3 separate regions of the Ovis aries genome follow, and regions 1 and 3 are each linked to region 2. The links are chromatin contacts, called in public Hi-C maps. All regions are on one chromosome and are shown on one strand. Each heading gives the region's core, a stretch centred on a gene start, on an enhancer-like site or on the middle of the called end of the contact. The rest is flanking DNA. Distances are from core to core; before and after follow the strand shown. Region 1 holds the start of ARID3A (AT-rich interaction domain 3A). Region 2 holds the start of STK11 (serine/threonine kinase 11). Region 3 holds the start of WDR18 (WD repeat domain 18).

Region 1 (4,499 bases), core at 254-2,753, 190 kb before region 2:
GGAAACAGGCACAGTGAGGCTCATCCTCCCGTGCCCGGTAAGGCAGGGCTTGCATCCTGACGTTTGGCTCTTTGGTGGAGGGGGTGCTTTCCTGCACTTTGGAACTGACCTGGGGCCTGGTCCTTAAAGGATAGCTTTCCTCCCCCAGCTCACCTGGGTCTCCAAACTTTCCTCTCTCCTGGGGCAGGGCAGTTTTGCCCCTCTGGTGGCAGGGGTGGTGAGGTAGGCAGCTGGGGGGTGGCTGTTTAATAGCTTCAAGGTGGAGGCCTCCCTGTCACCTGTTAGTAGGCTATAATGGCCCGGGGGGCTGGGAGGCTGGGTTCCGGAAAGGAGCAGGCAGAACTCTGCCTCTGACCACCCATCACGGATGGGGGTGGCTCCCTTGCACTGTCCCCTGGGTTTGGGAATCCCCCAGAGAGACGGGCCTCAATGGGGGTGGGTGATGTTGAGTAGGGGTAGGACCCTCAGAAGATGGCAATGCTGTCTGTTGTACTGGAGGGGCTGCACACACAACCCCCTCATCCCAACCACAACTCAAGATCAGGGACTCCAGTCCCTCCCCATAGGGGCCCTCTGGGTGGCCCCTGCCTGCCCTCCATGCTCTCACTTTGCTCTTATCTGGGCTGGAGCCTGGGACCCTGCGATTAGCTCCCAGGGGAGGCCTCAGGGGCTCACACCCCCAAGCCCCACCTTACCCCAACCTACTCTGGCCTCAGTTTCTCCTGCTGTCTGAAATGGGGACAGACGTTTGCACAAAAATGTGAACTTCATGCGTTGGGCACATGGCCGTGTGGCTGAGCGCTGCTCAGAAGATGGAAATTATTATTGAATTATGATTACCCACAAGAAAACCTTGTCTCTCCTTCTAGAAGGTGTGGGCAGTCAGGTTTCCAAGAGGAGGGGGCTATAGGGGGTGGGGTGTGGGGAGGGTAGGGGTCATCAGGACTTAGCGATGAGCCCTCCCAGGAATCCTGGACTCCTGGATGGCATCCCTCGGCTTTGCTAGTGCCGTGCCCACGGCTGGCAGCCTCTCCCTCTCCCAGACCCCCTTCCACCATGCAGCGCCCTCATCGCAGAGCCCTGGCCCCCTCCCACCGACCCAGCACTGCTCTCTTTTCCTGTCACCGCAAACCCTTTGTTTATCAAGTCTCTAATCCCCACTTTACAGACTTGGAAACCGAGGCACCACTCCTGGGGGTGAAGTCTTTAGCGCTAGTTGCTTAGTCCAAGGGACAGAGGCGAAACTCCGAGCCGAGTAGGTATATCCTCGGCGGTCGTTACAATAGGTAGAGGTCCCGGACCGAGCTCCTGTGCCCTAACCCCATCCATGCGGAGCCCCAACTTTCTCCCCTCCCTCTTCCCCTGGGTTGCTTCCAGCCCTTTCTGCCCCCTCGGTGTCCTGTACACTCTGGCCCGCGGAGAGCACATTACCGACCGTCCCTAGATAGGGGCGGGGCATACCGCGTCCCTGTTCCCCTTCCCTTTTATTATTTATTATCATTTAAAGGGGCCGCGACTTGAAAATTTCCGTCCACTCTGTCCCCTTTCCTAACACCCCTGGGCTCTTGGAGCGTCTTCGGACCAAGCGCGGGGGGCGAGGGGGTGTCTGGGAAGGGGGAGGGGGCCTTAGGAGAGCCCTCCCCACGTTCCGGGCCGCGGCGCTGAATCACCGGCGAGGTATTTGCATCTGAGAGCGATTTGTCACCCGGTGATTTGTCTGCGGGGCGGTGAGCGCGCCGGTGGGGGGGAGGGGAGGGGCGGGGGAGGCCGCGCGCGGGGAGACTTTTACCAATCGGGTCGGTGGGGGGTGTAGACGCGGACTCGGCAGGCGACTCGGTGAGTCGGCGCGCGGCACAAACCCGGCGGTGGCCGGGAGCCAGCAGCGCGCAGCTCGCGGCCCGGGCCGGAGGCCAGGCGCGGCCGGGGCAGGGCCGGACGCCAGGCGTGGGGCATGCGCCCCCCGAGCGGGCCCTGCGCCCCCCGAGCGGGCCCCGCGCGGTGAGGCTGGGGTAGTAGGTGGGCCGGCCTTTTAAAACGAGGGTTTCGTCCCGGGTGGGCGTCGCGCGCCCTGGAAGATAATGAGGGGGGGCTCCCTCAAAGTTGGTCAGGAACGTGGGTGCGGAAAGGCTACCCGAGTGGGTCGGAGTTGGGGCGATTTTCTCTTCGACGCCCTCGGAGCCCTCACCCCCTACCATATTGCGCGGGTGCGGGAGTGACCGGGGGTCGGGAGTGTGTGTGTCCCCCCCCTCCAGCGGAAGGAAATGGTCTTTAGGCGCGCGCGCGGGGGGCTATGGTCTGGGTTATTTCATTTATTGCCGCTGGAATCCGTGTTTTATTCTGGAGCTTCGAGGGGAGTGGGCGCGCTGGGTCGGGAGGGCAGTTCTCTGGTGACCCTCCTCAGCCTGGATGGTTTATTTATAAAGTGTCGGCTCTGGGGCAGAAAGGGGCCCCTGGCCGGGGAGGGGGGGAGGCTCTGCCCGAGCCCTAAATCTTTGGCGGGGATCCTCTGGAAAAGCCCCCTCCCTCTTTAAGTACCCCCCACATACAAAAGCGGGCGCAGGAAGCGCGGGGAGAGCGCGTTGGTCAATTCCAACGTTCCGCGGACCCGGGGTGGCCGGTTTGTCAATAATCTTCCGTTTTCAGTCGCCCGGCCCGCAGGGTTTGCCCCCCCGCCCCACCACCATGCAAATCGGTCGCTTTCCAAGAAGCCTTTGAAATCGGACTTGGGTTTCTGTCGTCTAATTTCTTCTCCCTCTTCAGTGTTTCTTTTCTCACTTCCTCCGGGCCACCCCCTCCGGACTCTCCTAGCCCCCTCCCCACCTTTCTGCCCCGCCCTCCCCCTCCTTTCCCCTCATGAAGTGAGGGCCCCCTTTCGCCACCCGCGGGGCCCAGCCTTGCACAACTCTTTAAATAACCATGTTTTGCAAGCCCTGGGCCGAGCTGGTGACCTCTCTCCGGGAGGCCTGGGAGGGGGGAGAGGGTGTGGCCTCAGATCCCTCCTTGCCGCCCCCCTCAGCCAGGTCCCAGCGACCCCCCAGCAGCCCCCTCCCATCCCAGCCCGGTCCCTGCCTGGGAATGCCTCTCCCCTGGGGTTGTCATAAAGTGGGGGTAGGGCCAAGGACAAAGGGCTCTTGCGGGGAGGGGTCTGGAGGGGTGGGCGTCCTCAGCCTAGGGTTAATGGCAGCCACGGTGGTGGGGGTGGCCAGGCCCAGGCCTAGAGGGGCTTTGGGGTTCCCACCTGCCCCCTCCACCAGCCCTTACGTGGAGTCCTGCACTGCTCCCCTCCCCCACCCGTGGACCCGGAAGGGTCATTAAACCCAGCAGGCCTGGGGGTGGTGGCTTGGGGGGGAGTGGCTTCCTTTGGCCTCTTCCTTCTGCCCCCCCAAAGGGAGGGGGCGATGCCCAGAGCGTTTCCGTGGGGAAGGGGGGCTCATCTTGGAAGTTGTCAATGGTGGGGGAGGGGCAGCAGACCAGACTAGACACTGGGTGAGAAATGTCCCCTCAGCACTTCTTGGGGCTGTGGGGGGACGGGTGACCGCCCATCCCCGGGGGTGGGGGCTGGGTGCTCTTCTGCTGCCTCTAAGGGCAGGCTGTGCTGGTCACTCTCTGGCAGTATGGCCTCTGAGAGGGTCTTTGTGCCCTGGGACCCCTGCCCCTGCAGAGTACTGAGGCCCTTTGGGGATGGGTCCCTCCCCACTTTCCTGGGGGCCCCCACTTGCACCCCCACTGCCCTTTCACCCGTCCTGCTGGGAACCCTATCACTGGGGAGGGGCCCCCTCCTGTGACTGGGGAGGCTGCGAGGGTCTCTACTATAAGACTCCCCTGGGGGAGGGGTCAGGCTTCTCTTAGCAGGTCACAGGAGGGGCTGGGAGACCAGCCAGCCTGGTGGCCCATGTCTGCTGTTAACCAGGAGCCCCTGCCCACTGGCCCCTTCTGCCTGAGGAGATGCTCAGAAGCCTGTGGGGGTCACTGGCCAGCTGGAGTGGCTCCTGGACCCTCCTGTCCACCCCCTCTCCCACCAGCGTCTCAGTGATGTACCATCTGGGGTATCTCTGCCAGGCCTGTTGAGTTCTGCCTGGTCTATTTTATTGGAGGCCTGGGTGGATGGGGGTGTGGCCTGGGCTGGGGGGTGCTGGGATGCAGATAGGGGGCTATATCCTCCTATCTTTGGTGGTGGCTCTGGGACATCTATGCCTGGAGTCCACCCAAGGCCCTGGAAGAGCAGATTGGCAGTGATCCAAAGGGAACCCAGGCTTGGGGAGGGGGACGGGGCAGAGTGGGCTGTGTTCTGGGCCCTGGGCCCCACTTGGGGACCCAAAGGGCAGGGAAGCCACCAGAGAGCATGTGGGGGCTATTGGGAGGCCCAGGGTTCCCCTAGACCTGCATTCTGGATTCGATCCCCAGTCTTGCCTGGAACCTGCTGTGTGCCCTCCAGCAGGACAACTTAAGCCTATTTTCTCCATCTGTGAAACATGGTTCGTCCAGCCTCCTTCCATAAG
Region 2 (4,659 bases), core at 60-2,559:
AACATCTGGGCCTTAATTGCCTTTGTTGAAAGGTTTTTTCCCTACAGATTTAATTTCTCTAATAGATATAAGACTATGCAGATTATCTGTTTCTTCTTCATTGAGTTTTCATTTTAGTGACTTTTCAGGTGTTGGTCTATTTCCTATTGAATTTTGGGCATAGAGTTGTTCCTATATCTAATCCTTTTAGGTCACCTAGTTTTCTTGGTTAGTCTGGACAGTTTTAACAGTTGTTTTGATCCTTTCAATGAACAGTCTTTTGGCTTCATCAGTTTTCCTTGTGTTTTTTTTTTGTCTATTCTGTTTCATTGGTTTCTGCTCTGCTGTTTATGATTAAGGAAAAGGAATTTGGGGCTAATCTACATGTTTTGATTAGGGCTGGCTTGTATGTTGGTGTGATTTGTGGTCCCCCCGCCCCCAAAGCCACAGCAATCCGCTTTCTGTGGGTCTTTTGAGAATCTGATGAAAGTCCTAGATGTCCCCAAGAACACACACAAGGACACACTCAATTTCACGCATAGATTTAGGCAGTCCACAGGTGTCAGGCTCAAAACTCGCAGCCTGGAGCCCAAATCTGATGGTGTCAGACAAGCAGTTTGTTCTGGCAAAATAAAAAGTGATAAAAAACAGACAGGTAGAAAAACCCCACAGGCCCGGAGGAATTTTCAATTTCATCAAGCCCTAGTATTTTACCATCTCTGTATTTTTCATCCAAAGCACTTTGCTGGCACTATGCCCCGTGAGATTCTTTAGGGTAGAGACGGTCCAACGCACTTCTCGCCCCGTCTGGCCTGAGAAACGCTTAATAAAGGCTTTCTGCCTTCAATTGGCCACTTTCGGCTACTTTTTGACCCTTGACCTCGCTTCAAACGAGATTTCGGGGGACAGGCCCTAGCAGGCGCCCACCAGCATCTGTTAGCCGCATCCGGGCCAGCGAGGGCTGCGCTGCCCCGACTCCCGGTTCCGAGGTGACCCTCGGCCTTTGCGAACTCCAACCCCAGCCTTCAACCCCTCCCAGGTCAACGCCACAGCCTCACCTCCCAGCGCCTGCTTCCCGCCCCCTCCACTTGACGGGCGTCTCCGCGGGCCAATGAGCGAGCAGTAACCACCCCTGGGACGGGGCCGAACGAGAACCAATCCCCGCTCCGGGGCCCGCCCGGGTCCAAATGGCCCAATGGGCGGTGGCGGTAGGGTTCGCTGTGGGGGCGGTGCTGGTAGGTTTGGCCAACGGGCGTGCACGTCGGCGCCGCGGGGGGCGGGCCCGCGGCGGGCGTGCGGCGGAGAGGCGGCGCAGGGCGGGGGAGGAGGTAAACAAGATGGCGGCGGCGTGTCGGGCGCGGAAGGGGGAGGAGGCCCGGGGCGCCCGCGACTGAGGCGGGGCGCGGCGGTAGCGGCGGCGGGCGCCGGCCGGCAGAGCGGCCGCCTTGCATGGGCTGGGCCCCCGCGCCGCCCCGCCTGCTCCACGCGCGCGGCGGCCGCGGCGCGATACGCGCCGCCCGGGCCCCGGCAGCCCCGGGAACCCCGGTCCGGGGCCTGCGGCCTGCGCCGCCTGGGCTGCCCGGAGCCCCGCGCGCCCCACTGTCCGCGACCGACGGCGTTCGGGCGGAGAGCGATCGAGGGCTGCCGTTTGGGGCGGGGCGCCCGCCGGGCCCGCGCGGTCGCTTGGTGTCCCGGGCCGGTGTGCGGGCGCCCGAGCGGCGGCTGGTTCGGACGAGCCTTACTCTTTGCAGCCGGCGGGCCCCGGGCAGCTCCGGCGCTGGCGGGAGCCGGCCGAGCTGGACGAAGGTGCCCCGCGCGCTCAGGATACGCACCTGCTGGCGTCTCAGGCGCCCCAGACGGCGGGAGACGCCCCCGAGCTGCGCGCCCTGCTCCCGGCAAAGCTCACCTGCCCAGCTCCGGGAGCCCCAGAGCTGGCCTGCGCGGGGCCCCGGGCGCGCGCCATGGCCCGCTGGTAATGGACGGAGCGGAGAAGACTCGGCCCGGCCGCGTCCGTGTTCGTTCGAGGGTCTAAAGTCCCTGGAGGATGACCTAGCACTTCCCAGCCCCACCGGCCTCCCGAGGGCCCCCGTGGACGCGCCTGCCCGCCCCAAAGCTCCGAGGTCGGGCGGCCCCCAAACTTGGGACGCTGCGCACGCCCGCCTGCCCGGGCTCTGGACCAGCCGCGCCTTTTGAACTTACGTTCAGTACAATCGTTTCTTTTCCAAGAGGGTTTTCCTTTATTATTATTATTTTTTTCCTCTCTTATTTTTTCGATTTTGTTGACTTTATATTTTGGAGAAGGGAATTTTGAGGTGGGACGGAGGTGGGGAGAAACAAAAGGAAGAACCGCTCGCTCCCCGTGAAGTTCACAAAGGGGATAAGGGACCGCCTGCCGGAGTCGGAGGCCTGGAGTTCAGGATGGAGGTGGCGGACCCGCAGCAACTGGGTATGTTTACAGAGGGCGAGCTGATGTCGGTGGGGATGGACACATTCATCCACCGGATCGACTCCACCGAGGTCATCTACCAGCCCCGCCGCAAGCGGGCCAAGCTCATCGGAAAGTACCTGATGGGGGACCTGCTGGGGGAGGGGTCGTACGGCAAGGTGAAGGAGGTGCTGGACTCGGAGACATTGTGCAGAAGAGCCGTCAAAATCCTCAAGAAGAAGAAGTTGCGGAGGATCCCCAACGGGGAGGCCAACGTGAAGAAGTAAGTGCGGGCTTCCTGGGTGGGGACGCGCGCCGCAGGGCGGTCCCCTTCTTCCCCCTTCCCTCCCTTCCTCTTCCCTTCTCTCGGTTACTTTCTTCCGTCCGAGTCGACCAGCCAGAAAGAGTCCTGGGCATCTCTTGGGGGACTTCGGTAAAGTCAGGATCGCTCGTTGCGGCTGGGCGTCCTGCCCTCGCAGCTGCTGCGGGGCCCTCCTCGGAAGGGGGCGCCCCTCTCTCCCTGTGCCCTCTTAGCTGTCCGGAGGGCTCAGATAACCGGCGGAGGCGGCCAGCGTTGGTTTAGCTTCGGAAAACCAAAAGCAGTTGGGTTCCGAAAGGGCTCTGTCTGCCGCCGGCAGGTTTCCTCCTAGCGTGAGGCTGTTACTAGGGCCGGAACACGCCATTTGTTTACCCTGTTGGAGGGCGAAGCTGCGGTTGCCAAAAATAATTGTTTGCACCGGTTTATCAGTCTGCAGGGGCGAACTTGGCCCTTTCTCACTCGCCTGGGATGTGCCACAGGACACATCCACGATTTGCAGGCTCGGTGGCTTCTGAGAAGTGGGGGTCGGCTTGTGTCCAGACAAACTTTTTACACAGATTTTTTTCCCGCGCCTGTCTGGCCATAGGCATCCCCAAGGCGGTGGGAGCCCTGCCTCCGTCCTTTTTGCTGGTTCTGGGAGGGGGCACCCTTTCCTTATCTCTGCTGCCTGGGGATCCCACCCTACCCCAGCCCAGGGCTCTATCTAATGGGCCAGGCGGCAGGACTGGCTGGTGACCTTGGCCGGTCCTGGGAGTGCTGCTCCCTGATCACTCTCACCCCTCCTCCCAGCCCCCCTGCTCTCCGGGCAGTTTGACAGTGAGTGCCCAGCTGCCTCTGTCTGCTGTGGGACACCTGGAGAGCAGGGCAGTGGGGCCAGACCGGCTGCGGACCGTGTCCCAGCCACGGACCCCCAGCAACGGCAGGACCAGGCATCCCAGGGCCAGCCCAGCCAGTTCTCTGTGCCCATCTGCCACCTGCGTGGTGAGGGTTAGGCAGGGGCCACTAGTGTCCTGGGTGAGACAGGCCAGGGGACAGTGGGTGCCAGTGCCCTCCTGCAGGCTAAGTTAGGCCACACTTCTGATCCAATCCCCACTCCCTGTTTCTCTGAGTCACCTTTTCTCCTTAATCCAGAAGTGTATGGGGGAGAGGTGACCCTCAGGCTGCCAGTTGGCCACCACTGCGGTTTGAGGGGCAGTGGGCTTCTGGATGCTGCTGGCAGAAAGGGAATCCCCCCACACACACATTTTCTCCAGGGCTGGTCCTTGTCCTCCTGGCTCGTCTTAGGCCTCATCCCTTGGTCTGTCCCAGGAGTGGGGTGCTGGACTCTTCCAGCCTGGACAAGCCCTCCTGGATGGAGTTGGCGCAGGTCACCCTAGTGTCTGGTGCCTTATGCTTTGCTGCATCCCAAGCTGGGAGGGGCCAGGCTCATTTCCAGCACCAACTGATATTTGGTTAGGGCCGCCCCAGCCACTGCTGGCCATCCTGGGGGCTTCAGAGAAAGTGGGGGACCAGAGGCGTGCACCCGAAACATCTGCAGATGCCCCACCCTGAGATGAGGGAGAGGTGTCAGGTGGATGAGTGCCCAGTTCTTCCAAAGGGTGACGCACACCTGAGGAAGCCCCTCCCCATCTGCAAATGTATGTGCCCAAGGTCAAGATAGAGGGCGATCACCACCCAGGATTCCCTCCTGCTTGGCCACCCAACGGAAGATCACGGCTTGCAGTTCTGGTTTCCTGAGCCATCAGCTGTGGTCTCAGGAACTGTGGAGACAGTGTCCATTGGAGGAAACCTTGGGGAGGCTGAGCCTGGGGAGGCAGGGTGGTTGGCATCCACGGCCACCTGGGGGTCGCTGTGAGGTGCCACAGCTGCAGGGTCGGGCGCTTTTGTCTGTCTCAGCCCCAGAGGCACAGGTCTCCCCCTCTTGGAGCTCAGCTTT
Region 3 (4,181 bases), core at 781-3,280, 150 kb before region 2:
GCACCGCAGCTGCCTGCCCTCCAGCGGAGCCCTGGCCTGCCCATGCCCTGGCTTCCACGTCTTCGACTTCTGTTTGTAACGGGTCCCCCTGCGACCCGCACCTGCAGGGCCCACTTTTCCTCCTGGAACCCCGGTGCTTGCGAACTTAGCCAGGGGAGACCTCCCTAGAGGAGCACGCAGACCCAGAGTTCAAGTCAGCATTCCCGACTGGCCCCTGGGGAAACTGAGGCCCAGAGCTGGGCAGTGACTTGCCCCTCTGCTCAGGAGGACCGGGTTCAAGCCCTGAGTTGGTGGTTGGAAAAAGGCCATCTTGGCCCACCCCTGGGAGCTGCACGGTGTCACCGTTCTCAACTGGGGTTCCACAGAATGCCCAAGATTCAAAGAAAGATGTGGTTTGGGGAAACCGGTATCCGGAAAATGTAAATAACCATTCAAGGTGTTTCATTTTTCTTATTCACATTAAGAACAAAAAAAGTTTGAGGAACCGGGGTTCTAGCTCCAATTCATCTTCAGACTAGGTAGTACTTGCCTCAGTTTCCCCTTTTGGAAGCTTCTGGAGATTTGGACACTCACCTCTCTCCAATTTACAGAAGTCCTTCAGTTTCACATTCCACACCCCTCCCCCCAACTTCCCTAGGATAAAATAAAACTCAGGTCCCCATGTCCAGCTCCCCCCTCCACGGTCAGCCTCAGGGCCGTTGTTCTCGCGTCTGTCCCTCTTTCCTTCAGGACACCTGTTCAGGGAAGCCCTTCCGACCGATCAGGCCGGTACCCCCTGACATCCCCTGACGCCCGCCCCCCCCCCCCCCCCCCCCCCCCCCCCCCCGCCCCTCGCCCCTTGGTTGCTGCTTGTTGCTGTTGGCCTCCCGGGCTTGGATCAACTCCCTCCGGCATCTCGGTGAGTGGCTCGAGACTGCCACCTGGCGGCCGGCCCTGGGCCTGCGGAGTCCCCGGCTCCGGCGCCGCCTGTTCTCCAGGAAGGCCCCCTCCTCCCCTCTCCTGCCCATCCTCTCCTCCTAGATCGCGCGGCGGGGTTGGGGAACATACACAGCACCCAGTCCCCATATTGCTTCTGGGTACACCGCCCAGGACAGGCATGAGACTACGACTTTTGAGCGAATTCTCCCTTTTCAAAGGTTGGCAACTAATTCCCTATTTTAAATGTACTGTTTGCGGACACAGCCTGCAGCCGGCAGCTCTGACGCGAGGTTCAGTGCTCCCTAGACTTCACGATTTGTTCCACCTGCACAAAGTTGCTGAAATTAAAATGTGGGTTTTGTGGCCCCCTAAGAAGCGAGGTCCAGGGGGAGGTGGACCGTAGGTCCACGAACACACATCTAACTGGCTATGTTTTGAACGCCAGCTACATGTTTTGTTGGGGTTTCCCTGGTGGCTTAGCCGGCAAAGAATCTGTCCGCAATGCAGGAGACATAGGTTCGACCCCCGGGTCTGGAAGATCCCCTGGAGGAGGGAATGGCAACCCACTCCAGTATTCTTGCCGGGGAAATCCCATGGAAAGAGGAACCTGGTGGTCTACAGCCCATGGGGTCGCAGAGAGTCGGACACGACTATCACTACCTGTTATGTTAGGAGCGTAGCCTGTTTTACGTGCAATGTCTCGATCCTGTGAGGTCGGTACTCAGTATTTGCACAATTAGAAGAAGAAGAGTAATCTGCGAAGTTGCGTGCTTGGCCAAAAGTGGCCAGTGCAAACGGCCAAGCCAGACCTCCAGGCTCTGAAGCTACTAACTGCTCTCAGGAGACTCTAGGCCTTGGTTTCGCCATCTATTTTTGGAAGAAGTATCCTTCTAAGAGCTCTAACCAGGCGGTGCACCCCTTATTTTTCGCGGAGCCGGAAGATAACTCAGCCTGGTTCATAGGACAGCCCCCCAAGCCACCTGCCCGCGCCCAAGGCGTGTGCGCACGCGCAGGGCAGCCGGCCGCGGTGAGCCGGGCAACCTGTGCGCCGCTCTAGCCGGCACGGCGCAGTCGCCCGCGTCTCGCTGATGATGACGCACGTCCGGGGCGGTGGAGAAGGCAAGATGGCGGCGCCCATGGAGGTAGCCGTGTGTACGGACTCGGCGGCCCAGTTATGGAGCTGCGTTGTGTGGGAGCTGCACTCTGGCGCCAACTTGCTCACGTACCGCGGAGGCCAGGCAGGGCCCCGCGGCTTGGCGCTACTCAATGGCGAGTACCTGCTGGCCGCACAGCTGGGCAAGAACTACATCTGCGCCTGGGAGCTGCAGAGGAAGGTGCGGCGGCGTGCTCCTGGGCGCCGTTGGCGAGCTGCGCTGCGCTCAGGGGTCGGGGGAAAGGGCGGTGGAGGCTACATGGACCTTGAGCCGGGGTAGGAGTGGGTAGTCCCGTTAAGGTGTTTTGCGCACGCGCGGGCCTGGGTCTTTTGGGGGAAGGTAGGGAGTCGCGCGCTCGTAGTGATTGCGAGCGGCTAGGGCGCTGCGCGCACACGCCGAGCTGAAGGTGGACAGCTGCTTCGGGGTGGGGGTGGGGTTGTAGCGGTGCGCACGCGCACAAGGAGCGCCGGGGGTGGGTCCCTTGGGGGCCCTGCGCGGGAGCGAGCGGGTTAGGCGAGAAATTTAGTTGAAAAGTATTTGCACTAAGGGTTCCGTCGGTATCCTGAGCTTGGAGGCTGAAGGTCCGAGGCATGAGGGAGCCCGCTGAAGGGTGACTCAGGAGCCTAGTGCACTTATCGTTCTCAGAGACGCCACCTTTGGCCATTAGGGCCCATGATTAGAGAAACTTAAAAATACAGCCCTTGACGTTGCTTGCTGCCTGCTTTTGCCAGCTAACATCTCTTTGGATGGGTTCTGTGTTCTGGCTTTTCCTGGTGTGGTCCACACACACACTTGAGGAGAAGTTCCATTTTAAAGATCTGGAAACCCAGGCTCAAGGTCCCAGGCGACACTTTAGTGGGGATTCAGGACTAGGGCAAAAGCTGAGTGGCCTTTGGCTCCTCCTGGACCCTCTGTGCCTTCTCCACCCGAACACCCGGGTGTCCCTCTGACCCCCAGTCCAGAGAGGTGCTGTCTTGCTTTGAAGGAGATTCCACAGGCCTCCACCCCCACAATGCATAGCATCAATTGAAGTAGATCCCTCTTTGCTGAACCATGGATTTGCTCAGAGTATCCCATCCCCCGCTTCCCTCCCCACCCCCACCTTCTTTCTACTCCTGGACTTACCAGCTGTCTCCTGCCCATTCCCTAGCTTCCTCCCCGATGAAACTCAGAGGCCTGTTCTGTCTCTAGGACCAGCTTCAGCAGAAGATCATGTGCCCAGGACCAGTCACCTGCCTCACCACATCGCCCAATGGCCTCTACGTTCTGGCAGGGATCTCAGAGAACATATACCTGTGGGAGGTGAGCCCAGGGACTCAGAAACACGAGGGTGAGCTCAGCCTGTTGGTGGGCTGCTGGTCAGACCACTGAACGGTTTGTCACTGACAGGCTGTTGTGTTTGGGGGGACACTCACCTCCCTTCCTGCGCATAGTGCAGTGTCCAAGGTCCCAGGACAAAGCCTTTCCTGACCCCTGCCCGGCAACCAGTTGCAGAGAGGAGAGGGAGCTGGCAGTCTCACTTCCAGCTCTTAAACCTCACTTTGCGATTCTGAAACTAGGAAGCCTTGCCCAAGTGCAGGGAGAGAAACTGAGGCACTCACCCTTTGGTAGACATCCTCCTCTGCTGTGGTCAGGCCAGTGCAGGGAGTGTGGGCAGATTTTAGCAGCTGGTTCACCATCATTAGACGGCTCCAGTGGCTCGCCAGTGGTTGGCCCTTCTTGATGGGGGAACAGTCTGGGGTCCATCTCCCCTGCAGGTGGAGGCTGCCTGGCCTAGAGGACCCACCCTCTAGGAGAATTCCTGGCCAGCGTGCATCATGACCACAAGGGGGCGCCCCACAGGGCCACTCTGGCTTGGGCTCTGACTCCTGTACTCTGTGGACCTTCTCCCCTCCCCTCTGCGGATGAGTGCCTGGGTGTCTTTGTCCAGGTGTCCTCACAGAGACAGTGGTCACCTCACTCCCCTGTCACTTATCTAAATGGATTGTATTTCCAAAGACTATATTCAAGTGAGGTCACAGGTTTTGGAGGTTGGGGTGTGGACACGTTTATCTGGGTGATGAAGTTCATCCTACCGCAGCTTCACTGCCCTCTCACCCCTGCCCAGCC

The links. Hi-C and Micro-C count contacts between places; a contact is called where the count stands out from the background.
Region 1: a Hi-C map of blood shows a contact between it and region 2, with 2.0 times the contacts expected there. The contact joins the promoter of ARID3A here to the promoter of STK11 in region 2. A contact is called at or near these places in 5 of 16 Hi-C or Micro-C datasets (blood, hypothalamus, omental adipose tissue and 1 more).
Region 3: a Hi-C map of hypothalamus shows a contact between it and region 2, with 5 times the contacts expected there. The contact joins the promoter of WDR18 here to the promoter of STK11 in region 2. A contact is called at or near these places in 10 of 16 Hi-C or Micro-C datasets (blood, hypothalamus, mesenteric adipose tissue and 4 more).

What each region holds. Positions count from the first base shown.
Region 1 is chr5:41,140,370-41,144,868 of ARS-UI_Ramb_v3.0, forward strand. ARID3A (AT-rich interaction domain 3A) reads left to right here and starts at 1,504. Exons shown (of 9, transcript XM_060416438.1): 1 at 1,504-1,708.
Region 2 is chr5:41,329,419-41,334,077 of ARS-UI_Ramb_v3.0, forward strand. It overlaps STK11 (serine/threonine kinase 11), which reads left to right and starts at 1,310. Exons shown (of 10, transcript XM_027970177.2): 1 at 1,310-2,687. The coding sequence starts at 2,398.
Region 3 is chr5:41,178,895-41,183,075 of ARS-UI_Ramb_v3.0, forward strand. WDR18 (WD repeat domain 18) reads left to right here and starts at 2,031. Exons shown (of 9, transcript XM_027970151.3): 1 at 2,031-2,252; 2 at 3,264-3,374. The coding sequence starts at 2,093.